Regions from separate parts of the Triticum aestivum genome. Here region 1 is linked to region 2. A link is a contact called in public HiCAR-type data. All regions are on one chromosome and are shown on one strand. Each heading gives the region's core, a stretch centred on a gene start, on an enhancer-like site or on the middle of the called end of the contact. The rest is flanking DNA. Distances are from core to core; before and after follow the strand shown. Region 1 holds the start of LOC123113278. Region 2 holds the start of LOC123113276 (ATP sulfurylase 4, chloroplastic).

What was found. HiCAR-type assays count read pairs that join an accessible place to other places.
Region 1: a HiCAR-type map of leaf shows a contact between it and region 2, with 8 times the contacts expected there. The contact joins the promoter of LOC123113278 here to the promoter of LOC123113276 in region 2. A contact is called at or near these places in 4 of 5 Hi-C or Micro-C datasets (leaf and an unstated tissue) and 1 of 1 datasets of contacts at active chromatin or transcription factors (leaf).

The regions. Positions count from the first base shown.
Region 1 is chr5B:569,909,406-569,915,622 of IWGSC CS RefSeq v2.1, forward strand. LOC123113278 reads right to left here and starts at 1,979. Exons shown (of 10, transcript XM_044534479.1): 1 at 1,439-1,979. The coding sequence starts at 1,887. LOC123113279 (general transcription factor 3C polypeptide 3) reads left to right here and starts at 2,301. Exons shown (of 1, transcript XM_044534480.1): 1 at 2,301-5,336. The coding sequence starts at 2,415. The coding sequence ends at 5,138. It overlaps LOC123113281 (stem-specific protein TSJT1), which reads right to left. Exons shown (of 4, transcript XM_044534481.1): 3 at 6,013-6,133; 4 at 5,452-5,899. The coding sequence ends at 5,712.
Region 2 is chr5B:569,731,839-569,737,869 of IWGSC CS RefSeq v2.1, forward strand. It overlaps LOC123113276 (ATP sulfurylase 4, chloroplastic), which reads right to left and starts at 4,743. Exons shown (of 5, transcript XM_044534476.1): 1 at 4,084-4,743; 2 at 2,621-3,026; 3 at 2,010-2,270; 4 at 1,791-1,877; 5 at 1,294-1,700. The coding sequence starts at 4,604. The coding sequence ends at 1,560. It overlaps LOC123113277 (calmodulin-like protein 4), which reads left to right. Exons shown (of 4, transcript XM_044534477.1): 2 at 126-273; 3 at 371-451; 4 at 549-920. The coding sequence ends at 701.

The DNA of each region.
Region 1 (6,217 bases), core at 729-3,228, 170 kb after region 2:
TCGGCATCTCGGTTAGTTCATCGCTACTCGTACATCTCCAGATACAAAAAGGCCCTATTCACGCCATTAACTGGTTGGGGCAATTTATCGGTCTGGGCCGATTAACTGCTAGGGAATTTTTGGCCCAAAAATGGCCCGTTCCCTCCCTTCTTTCACAGCTGTGCGGGCATTAGGTTAGACAGCCCCCTCCCTTCTCCCACTCGTGGAGGAGCAGCTGCTGCAGCCGTCCCATCCCTGAGCAGCTTCCGCCGGCTCCGCCCCCTACCCGAGCAGCAGCCGGCGCCGGCCAATCCCTGGTCCCCTCCCTGAGCAGCCCATGACGGGCTGTTGGCTCCGTCCCCTCCCTGAGCAGCAACCGGCTTCGTATCCTCCCCAAGCAGTCGCCAGCGCTGTCCCCTCCCCGAGCAGCCAGCATTCCCTCCCGAGCTGTTTCATCGTCTGCTCCTCCTGTCCATGGTGTCCCCAGGCAGCAAGTAAACTCAGTTCTCTCCTCTGTGATGTACTTCTGCTGCTGCTGATGCGCTCTGCTACCCTCCTATGTAGTATCTCGACATCTAGTATGTGCTGATGTGGTGCATTTGGCATTTGTAGCAATCTACGGTTGCTTCTACTACAACATGTTGCTATGTAGGCTAGGATATATAGATTTTGGCCCTAGTAAACCTACCGATAAATTCAGTTAATAGGGCGATTCGCCAATTTATCCCTACTCAGCACCCAACTGATATGCTACCAGTTGAGAATTTTGCTACAAAATTTAACCACAAAATCATTTAATCATCATCCAAGCATTTGAACTTTTAAACATCTGCAATAACCATCAGATCAGTACATTTCCAATATTGAGACAAAGTAACTTGGCTACAACAACCATTTATAATCAAACTGCGCAACAAAGTTGACAAATGCCCCTGCATTGCCAAGCTAGGGACATGATTCAGAACAGCTAGTTAAAGTAAGGTGGGTAAACTGAATGCTCCTACAAACACCAATTACCTCTATAAACTACTGCAGAGACATAGCAAATATTGCAGGCATAATGGTAGCAGCTAATGTGCAGGTTATAAAACTTAAGAGTAGCCACAGCAAACAATTCAACCTGATTTAACACATGGCAAAGCCATCATGGTTGCCAGAAGCTATTGGACAGTGGGCATGGAAAAGTTGCACCAAACCAGCATAGATTTATAATTAGATGCTAGTCTGCTAAAGGTTTCTTATACACATCCATTTCTCCTAGGGTGGTCGTGCTACTGAAATAAACATAATATGGCACTAGAAAACACACAAAAAAGCAAGCTTACGCTGCAAATCACAGATGGAACATACAATTTGGCTGATTAAACACGAGAACAGTAAATTAACCACTGTAGCAAAATTAGCAGTAGGCAAGCAGGCAGGCAGCTGTCAATTGAAGTAGTGGTGTCGTGCAGCATACCTGATGGAGAAGTGGCAGATGGTGAGCTTGGTGAGGCACTTGAGGCTGGCGATCTCGACGAGTATGGAGCAGGCCGAGGGCCTGGGCGGCACCAAGGAGAGCTCGAGCTCCCTGAGCGCCCGCATCCGGCGGAGCACGGCCCCGGAGACCCTGGGCGCGGAGACCTTGAGCTGGAGGCTCTGTAGCCCGTCCAGGTCCCCGGCCTCCGGGGGCAGCACCTCGACGTCGTTGCCGAAGAACTTGAGCGCCCTGAGCCCCCCGCGGCACTCGCCGATGGAGCGGGGGACGAGGTTGTAGGCGTTGCGGTAGATGTAGAGCTCGCCGCCGCGGAGCGCGGCGGGCGGCGGCGAGAAGGGGGCGAGGTCCCATGTGTTGCCGGCGACGTCGGCGGCGTCGGATCCGCGCGCCGGGAGGCCTCCGCCGTCGGGGTCCGGCGCGGCGGGGTCCATGCGGGCGCCACCGTCGGCCGCGGGGTTTTTGGGGCGGCGCGGCGCGCCGCGGCCTAGGGTTTCGTACGGGGGGCGGGGAGAGAGTGTGAACGGGGGAGGGGGCGGGGAGAGAGTGTGAACGGGGGAGGGGGGGGAGAGAGAGAGAGGGAGAGCGGGGGTGGGAATTGTATAAGTTAAGCTATCCTAAAGCTGAGATTTGGACCGGGTTCTGATTAGTTTCTGTCTCGAGGGGTAAAATGGAAAGGCGGCCACGCGGTCACCCCGCGCTCTCCGGGAAGACGAAGCCGGTGCGGCTCGGACGGGGTCGCGGTCAGGCTCGGGCGCGGTCGCGGTCCCGGTCGGGTCGGACCCGAGCCTGTGCGTTCAAGGGCTCAAGGCCCACTTTGAAAGAGGCCCACTCACCGTCCCAGATTTTTGGCTGATCCACATCGCTCTAGGCTCCGGCTCTCGCCGCCGGCCTCCCCTACTCCGCTTCCCGCCGGCAGGAGCGACTCCTTCTGCCGCTTTCCTCGGCCCGTGCTTCGGCGATGCCGGCGACGGAGGAGGAAGGCGCGGCGGCGGCGGCGGTGGCGGAGGAGGAGGCGTACGAGCAGGAGGACGGGGACGGGGAGGAGTACGACGAGGATGAGGAGGAGGGGTACGAGTTCGGCGACGCGGCGGACGCGGCGCAGTGCGTGGAGATGGCGGAGCGGGGGCCCGGCGGCGCCGTGGCCACCGTCAGCATCCGGGACTTCGAGGCCCTGGCGGCGCTGTCGCGCAAGCGGAAGGCCCTCCCCGCCGAGGAGCCGCCGCAAGGGGACGAGGCCTCGAAGCGGAGGAGGCAGCAGGGCGAGCTCTCCGAGGCGGAGTCGGCGAACCTCTTCGACCAGCTGATGGAGGGGTTCGGCCTCCGGCGGAAGAAGCGGCGGCGGTCCAAGGACGGCAAGAGGAAGGGGCGGGCGAGAGGGCGGAGGAGCCGGTGCAGCCCCGAGGTCATCAAGAAGCTGGGCGACGCCACCCTGCTCTTCACCGAGAACAGGTTCAAGGAGGCCATCCCCATCCTGCACGAGATCGTCCGGATCGCGCCCAACCTGCCCAACTCGTACAACCTGCTCGGCAGCATCTACAAGGAGAATGGCGAGATCGACAAGGCCATCAACTTCGTGATGCTGGCCGCCTACGTCTCGCCCAAGGACGTGTCGCTGTGGAAGAAGCTCATCGACCTGGCTCTGAAGAAGGAAGACGCTGCTCTGGCAAGGCACTGTGTTATCAAGGCAATGAGGGCTGATCCGGAGGATGTGGGGCTCAAGTTTGATTGCGCGAACATATATCGCACCCTCGGTGACTGCCACAAGGCCGCGGAGATATACGAGCAGATTGTCGGGATTCATCCCTCCAACACCGTCGCCCGTAGAGCGGCGGCGCAGATGTACAGAGACTCTGGTCAAATTGATAAGGCTATTGATTTGTTGGAGGATTTTATCAATGCTCAAACTTCAAACATCGACTGGGGTCTTCTTGATTTACTGATATCCCTTCGTCTGAGAAATGATGCCCATGGTGAAGCTCTTAGGCAGATCAAGAAGGCACAACTGGTGTTGGGATCCGGACACAAATTACCAGTACGGTTGCAAGCAAAAGCAGTAATCTGCCATGCTTATCTTGGAGATCTGAAACATGCTGAGGTGTTCCTTCAGAGTGTGCATCTGGGGCGTTCAAAAGAGAATGCTGATATGGTTAAGGAGGTCGCTAGCACTCTTCAAAGTTTGGGGCAGTATGAGTATGCACTAAAATTTTACTCCATGATGGAAGACGTTGCTGTTCATAATGATGGTGGCTCGTATGTGGAAGCTGCTCGATGCTACATGGTCATGGGGGACAAAGGAAAAGCTATTCCTTACCTCTATAAAGCTTTAGAAGGGATGGAGGACAATGTCGATGTACGGATAACCTTATCTTCTCTTCTAGTCGATGAGAATAAGAGTGATGAGGCTATCAAACTGCTTTCTCCTCCTGAGAATACAGAGTTGCAGTCCGCTGATATCCCAGATCATCAGAAACCTTGGTGGCTTGATGGGGAAGTAAGAATGCAGCTTGCCAAACTTTATTACAACAAAGGCATGATGGAGAAATTTGTGGAAACCATTTTTCTTCCCATTCTCGAGACACTGGATATCGAGTATGCTAATAGAAAGGTCAAGATGAATAGAAAGCTTACAAATGATGTTCTGCAGGAAAGAACTAAAGTGCTGGGGGAAGCACGTCAAGACAGCGTATTTCAAGGATGCAGGCCTATAGCATCGACTGCAGAGTTAGTCAAGGCAAACAGAGCAAGGAAATTGCTAGAAAAAAGGGCAGCAGAGTCAAATGAAGACACAATAAGAGATGATACACGTAGAGCAAAGCAGAAACCTCCTCTTCCTGGTCTGCTGACAAATGTGGAGAACCATCAGCTTGTGTTAGATCTCTGTCGAACACTGGCTCTGCTTCAGCGATACTTTGAGGCGCTGCAAATTATCAATCATGCTCTTAGACTTGGAAATGATCCCCTCTCTGATGACATCAAGGAGGAACTACGGTCCTTGGGCGCTGAAATAGCATACAGAGCTCTAGATCCCAGCCCTGGCTTTGATTATGTCCGTTATGTAGTTCACAAGCACCCGCAATCCATCTCCGCATGGAACTCCTACTACAAGGTGACATCAAGAACAGAAGAGAAAGGTCATTTTAAGTTTCTTCTTCGGGCAAGAAGGGATCCCAAGTGTGTGCCTCCTAAAATCATATCTGGGCATCGGTTTACTGCTATCAGTCAACACCAGTCCGCTGTTCGGGATTATCTGGAGGCGTACAAGCTGGACCCGGAGAATCCTCTAATCAATCTCTGCGTTGGTTCGTCCTTGATCAACCTCTCCCTGGGCTTCAGGCTTCAGAACAAGAACCAGTGCATCGTCCAGGCATTCGCGTTCCTCTACAAGTGCCTGCGCATCGGCAGCAACAGGCAGGAGGCCCTGTACAACATCGCCCGGGCGTACCACCATGTCGGCCTCAAAACCCTGGCGGTCATCTACTACGAGAAGGTTTTAGCCATGGAGGTGGAAGATCACCCCATACCCAAGCTTCCATTCGAGGAGGATTTACAGGAGCACCAGGATTTCAGGCCTGGCTACTGCGATCTCCGAAGAGAGGCTGCGTTCAATCTGCATCTGATCTACAAGGAAAGCGGAGCAACTGATCTGGCGAGGAGGATCCTCAAGACCTACTGTTCTATTTAGGAATTGGTTGTTTATCTATACTATATACAAGTACTTGGCCCTGTCTATGTGGTTGCTGCTGCTCAGCATTTCCATATAATCGTGAAGGCAGGCGATTTTTCATAGTGGAGTCCAAAAGAGATTCTAGACTTTGAAATGGTTCTCCTCCCAGGTTTTGTCACACTGGTTTCGGAATGATAATATGTCTGTTTCTTCCAATTTGATCATGAAACAAAATGGATGCAAATCATTTACTGTACAACATAAAGTACATGAAAAGAACTGCCTAAAACAAAAACACTAGCTGCAAGCTAGTAACATGATACAAAAGACAAAACAAACTAAGCCTTCACTGAACTTTATTTATCGAGACATATATAGGGTGGCTGATAAACCTCTACCACCAGGTGGTGGCATCAGAGTTTGTTCGAGTATCGGTAAACTTACAGCAGTATCATTACCCATCAGACAGTACATTTATTGAAACAGCATTGTCTAGAGCGTCGTAAACTGCTCAAAAATAAAATGCAGATGCAGTGCGGTGTCTCAGCGATTCAGTGTCAAGATTGGCAGTTTACAACAAGGGTCATCAAGCTAGTAGTGGTTAGACCAATCAGCAGCACTACCGACGCGAGGGATCCCCGAGTCCTTCTTGGCCTCGCTGTCGACCTTGAAGGTGGAGCCGCACATCTGGCCCTGGCTGTCCACACGTGGCACGGCCTTCAGCTCGTTCAGCGGGTGCTCGAAGCTCTGCAGCCCTCCAGATGTGGTGTAGAAGCAGCCTGATGAACAACGAAAATGTAGTGTCAAGATGATGAGTACCTCACCCGAATTATAGGGATACAAACAAAGATGACATGGGTGAACCGTGGCAACGCTGCTCTTTGTGGTGTACCTTTGGGGAATGGCGCAAATGAGTTTCCACAGCCTGCCTTGAGAAGCTCATTGTCGTCAGAGAACACAAGGTGGTCTTCAGAGTCGACGCCCCAGAAGAAGGGGATACTGCCATCAGCATCCTGTTCAAGAAAAGCGGTTGCAACTCAAAACCATATTCAACTACAGGTTAAGAATTTACATCCTTTCAGAAGAGAGATGATCTA
Region 2 (6,031 bases), core at 3,493-5,992:
GGATAAGTATGAGCTGAACTGAAAATGATTTTTCTTTCGATGAACCAAATGAAAAAGGAGTTTTCGAATAGGATTGACATGTGAGATGTTGGGACATTAATTTTGTCACATGAAGGATGCATCAGCTTGGAAGAGCTGGCCGCGGTGACTCGCTCCCTCGGCCTCGACCCGACCAACCAGGAGCTCAACGACATGATGTGTGAAGTCGACATGGATGGGAACGGCACCATCGATTTCCAGGAGTTCTTGAGCCTTATTGTCAGGAAGATGAAGGTGAAGCTCTGCAAACTGATGAAATGTCAACTGTTTGTTTTAATTCTCTTATTAGTTTGAGCGTGATGTTACTTACGATTTCCATGGGAATTTGCAGGACGGGGACGGCGATGAAGAGCTCAAGGAAGCTTTCGAGGTCCTGGACAAGGATCGAAATGGTTTTATCTCTCCTGTTGAGGTGAGTTTGTTGGCACCCTCTTCTCAGGTTCCGATAAGATAATCCCCAAGCTCATTTGAGGCATTCCTGAATTTCATGTTGCCCATGTGAAATGCAGCTGAGGACGGTGATGATCAATCTCGGGGAGAAGATGACCGACGAGGAGGTCGAGCAGATGATCAAGGAGGCGGACACCGATGGCGACGGGCAGGTGAACTACGATGAATTCGTGCTCATGATGAAGAATGCCGAGCGCAAGATAATCGGGTGAACAAAACTAAATGCTGGTGATGGATGGATGCGGAACCACTGGTTCTCAGATTGGATGCACTGTCTCCGTTTCCGTTGTAAATTCGCTGCTTGTAGTATTGTTATTTTCTGAAGCCACGGTAAGCTTGTGTATTTATCTTAAGAAGCTGTTTGTGCACTATATATGTAATGTAACGGCAATTGCCACATATATTTACACCACGTTCTTTGGTTCTTGCAAGTTATGCTAGCCACCTTTATGTTTTTCTACAATGTATATCGCATGGTCAATCCAACGGTCCACACAAACTCTTACTCCCTCCGTTCGGAATTACTTGTCTCGAAAATGGATGTATCTAGAACTAAAATACGTCTAGATACATCCATTTCTGCGACAAGTAATTCCGAAGGGAGGGAGTATGTTCTAAGAAAAGAGAAGAACTCAGGCAGTCCCTAAAAGAATCTATCATGTCAAGTTCACTACTTACGCTTGAATGTTTCCCTTTCATTTTGCCATAATCTATATGTATATCATGTGCTCCAGTGAAAAGTACGTACAACACCATGAAACTAAAAATCATGGGAAATCTGAACATCAAACCTAAGAAGAGATGTTAGCAAACACATCAAGCACTAGATAAATTACCACAATATTGTATATGTAGTTATGTACAGATCTGGCAAGAGGATACAAAACCCATCCTTATTGGCACCACAAGCACATGATGGGCTCCAGGGGGCAACACTGCTAGCAGATACTAGTATGCAGTACACAAACCACACAGGGAGTGTTGGGGGATCATGCCCAAATGTCAAGTCTGACCACCAATATACAATCATATATCATTGGTTCATGATACGAGATACAACGCCACGGCTTCTAAGCCGCAACCGCCTCTCGCGGTTTGCTGCTGCCTTCTGGTGGTGCCAAGCTGTCGTAGTACTCGACGAGGACCTTCCAGCCACCCGGGCACATAAAACCATCTGGTGGGCTCTCACGGTTCTTGGCAAGGCTACGCATCTGTTTGCAGAGGAAAGTTTGTTAGGACAATGACTTAAAAAAAGCTGGTGCCGAAGTTACTGATGCGCAAATGACACTGAAATGAATTACCTTTGTGCCAGAGATGAACAGGAAGTCCTCTTTCCTCGATGGGTCGAAGAAATTCATCTTGTTATGCTTTGTGTCATATGCAGCCACCTGATCCAAAATAAGAATCAGAAGACATGTCAAGAAACCATCATAAGTCTACGATGCTGTATTTCGAAAATGAATAATAAACTGTTGAAGTCAAGATCGGAATGAGGTATCTGGTCTGGCATGATTACACACCTTGAAAGGAAGGATATTGAGCCTCTCAAGCCCAGGAGCCATGCTCAGTACTTTTTTCCCGTGATCAGCATCATAAAGGTCCCTCTTTTCGGTTGGGTGGCCCATACCAGCAGGGTCTCTTCCGACAATATAGAAGTTTGCACCAGCATTTATACGAGCCTTAGCATGCCACTGGACCTCAGTTGGCCCAGCATAGTGCATTGGAGAGGGGAAGATTGCAACCACAGTTGATTCTGGGTTTAGGACACCTTCCTCAAGAACCTAGCAGAATTAATGAAGAAGAAACGTCAGAACCATGCAGGAACTATACATTTACATCTTAAAGTGTCTATACTAGTGTCATCAAATAAAAGGTTTCAAAACACGGCATGGCATGATTCCTGTTGCCCAGGATTATAGTTAATTTCTATGGCATATAGGAGTCACATTTCTTTTTTTATAGAAAATGGATGATAGGATTAAAAAAAAAAGGGCAGCCCCAGTGCATGTAGCTCCCGCTTGCGCAGGGTCTGGGGAAGGGTCCGACCACTTTGGGTCTATTGTACGCAGCCTTTCCCTACATTTCTGTAAGAGGCTGTTTCCAGGATGATAGGATTGTTATAACTAAATACCTTCTCATGCTGCTTCATTCTCACACTAAGAGGCACATCATCTGCTTTTGTGAATCCTCCCAGTGGATGGAGAAGAAGAACAGGGTTTTTGTAGCCCATCTCAAGAAGGCGCCTCCGTGTATCAGTCATGAGCAACGCATGCCCATTGTGCACAGGGTTACGCAGTTGAAAAGCAAATACCGCATCTGCATTGCGCCTGGCAAATTCTTCACGCAGCTGTGCTGGAGACAAACGATACTGATCCAGACCATCATTATACTTGATTGGTTCTATAACCTCCAGGTCTCCACCAATCAACCAATCACCAGCATTTGTAATCGCCTCCTCTACGTACGGCAGTCCACGTGCAGTTGTTCCCCAAGTCCGTGCAATTCTTTCTTCCTTGTTATGCTTGTAGATCTCAATACTGAAGAAAGAAGGAACGAGTGTTAAAAATGAGTTGCGGATGTAGAGCATCAAGTACAGTAAAATAAAACCACACTCCTATATCATATAAATAGGCTATGCTTGTTTCCAACACATTGGAAGCCATGTGTAACATCTTGTCAAGACTAGAGATTCCGTCAACAGATAGCGGCGTGTTACGTCGATGTCATTATGTCACTCTAGTTATCCGGTAACTACATTTTTGGGCCAGCATCATTTTCATTTTTAGTGTTCCATGTTTAAAAAAAAGTCTATACTTAAATGGCAAATACAAGAGAATCACGGTGATGTGAGTACGAGGCATCGCACGTCCTAAAGTACTAGGAAAGGCGGCGAAAAAACGACAAAACGGAAATATCTATTCAAGGAAACGATACGATAAGATATGTAATTTGATATGCCTGAAGGTATTATCAAGTTTAATACGACCGAAGATACTACCAAGTTTAATACGACCGAAGATATTATCAAGTTGACTACGACCGAAGGTATTGTCGACTTTACTAATCATCTATTGGAGGATGCATGATTGGAATACTACGGTTATCTGAAGTCTGTCAACATATACAAATATACTGTTAAAAGTATGAGTGAAGTCCTCACTATCATAGCCCCATTCCACAAAAGTGGAAACTGCTACAAATTTAGTTTGACTGTCAAATAAGCACTCGAGGTAGAAAATTGCTAACCATCATTGCCCGTATTCTTGTAAAAGAAATATATACTGGCACTAAGTTTAGATACGACCTAGAATTGTGTACACAGATAAGCTATGTAGCTATTGAAATGTGCAAACCATATGTCCTATTAACAGTGAATCCACAAGTTTCAGGTTGAAGAAACCACCATTGTCAGCAGGAGCCCAAATAAGCTCACAACCCAAGCCCCCAATTCCTACCCGAACATTATAAATTCCATCTTGAAATTGGTACGTACACTACAGTAGCTACATTTAATCATGGGAAAGAATCGGCAGACATGAATCGGAGAGAGGGGAAAAGAGAGAGAGAGAGAAGGAAGGGGGGATGCGTTCTCACTCGCTGAGCACGGCGACGGGGCGGTCGTGGGCGTCGACGAGCGCGACGGTGGTGGCGCCGTCGGCCTGGATGGCGCGGCGCTGGGCGTCGTCGAGGGCGAGGACGATGGGCACGGACATGTTGACGAGGCTGCCATCGGCGCCGCGGACGGCGTTGAAATGAAGTGCTTGGAGGAACTCGGTCTCGCGCATGAAGCCGCGCAGCGGGCTGGCCCAGCCCTCGCTGAGCACGTGCAGCCACTCGGTGTCCACGCGGCCCAGGCGCAGCCGGTGCGGCAGCGCCGCCGCCTCCCGGCGCAGCGCCGCCCGCCGGCCGCCCTCCTCGGGCGCCACCAGCTCCACCAGCCTGCCCCCGTCCGGCTCGATCAGGCCGCCGGCCCGGCACCGCACCCCGCGCGCCGCCGCCGCCGCGGCCCTGCCGCCCCTTACCGCGACCCGCGTCGCCGGCTGTCCCTGGCCATGGCCCCTGCCCGGCCGCGCCAGCTGCGGGAACCTCACTGCGAAGGCGGCCTGCGTCGCCATGGCTGCTGCTTCTTGCCGACGATTTGGTCTCTCCCAGATTCCACCTCCGCCGCACTACTTATATCGTGTCGGGGCGTTTATGTTTTCGTCTCGCTCTTGCCTTGTGGCTGGCGGGCGGGGCGGCCTGACCTTCGCGGTGGGTGTGTGTATAAAAAATGGGGAGGCAGGGTGGAGGTGAACCTGGACGGGATTGCGGGGAGGGTGCGGGGCGGAGGCCATGGGCGCGGTGAACGTGGACAAGGGAGTGGGGGACGTGGGGGCTGCGCTAATGGGGGCTGATGAGGATGATGGATGGAGCGGGCTGGGAAGTGCCTTCCTCGCCTTGCTGCCTGTGGGCCGTTTTGGAGTAGTATTATTTTTTCGTTCAGGGACACTTGGACTTGGACTGGTGTCCCGAACGACTTTCGTGACGTGTGAACTTATGTGTCCTTTGTCGAGTCTGGATCGTCTACGCTGTGGGGGTTTATGGCCCCGCACGGGCACGGCTCCTTCTTCCTTGACCCTCAAAAAATCCCCAATTACATGGACACTCCCTCCGTCTGAAAATACTTGTCATCAAAATGAATAAAAAATGATGTATTTAAAATTAAAATACATCTAGATACATCTTATTTTATTCATTTTGATGACAAGTATTTCCGGACAGAGGGAGTACAAATCATAGACCAAAAGACGCACACCACAAATCATATGCAGAAGACATAATTATAGTATCTCGGATGAGACGCGAATCAACCTGTGTTTGGATGGTTAGAGCGACTGTGGTATTGCAGCCCATCAAGGTTCAAATCCTGATGCTCGTATTTATTCTTGGATTTATTTCAGAATTTCTGGCGATGCGCATTCAGTGGGAGGAGACGAGCGCTTGTGTCTAAAAAAATACTCCCTTCGTTCTGAAATATTTGTTGGAGGAATAGATGTATCTAGATGTATTTTAGTTCTAAATACATCCTTTTTATGCATTTCTTCGACAAGTATTTCGGATGAGACAGCCACGTTGGTCCAGGGATCGATCTTGAGCGTGTCGGGTAGCTGCCACCACAACCAACCGTCGAGCCACAGACTTGTCCTCCGTGCGGTTCCTTCCTGATTCAGTTGATACAAAATTATTCCTCTTTCCTTCTACGGTGAACGAGATTACTTCTCATGTGTTGTATGTTTTTTTTTTTTTGGAAAGGGGTTTGCCTGCCCTCTGCGTCATCATGAATTGTAGTGTATGATTTACTCTTTTTGGATTTGATGCATTTAGCCCTGATGTGTAACCGGTTTTGCTATTTCTTAGGCAATAGAGAAATAACTATGTTTTTCCTGTAAGATCCAAAAAATGGATCTTGTTCCACTATCAAGAGATAACGGAATAAACTGAACACAGAATAATTATGTTTGTTATGTATGTGCGTGTGGGGAGGAGGTGGTGAGCAATGGTG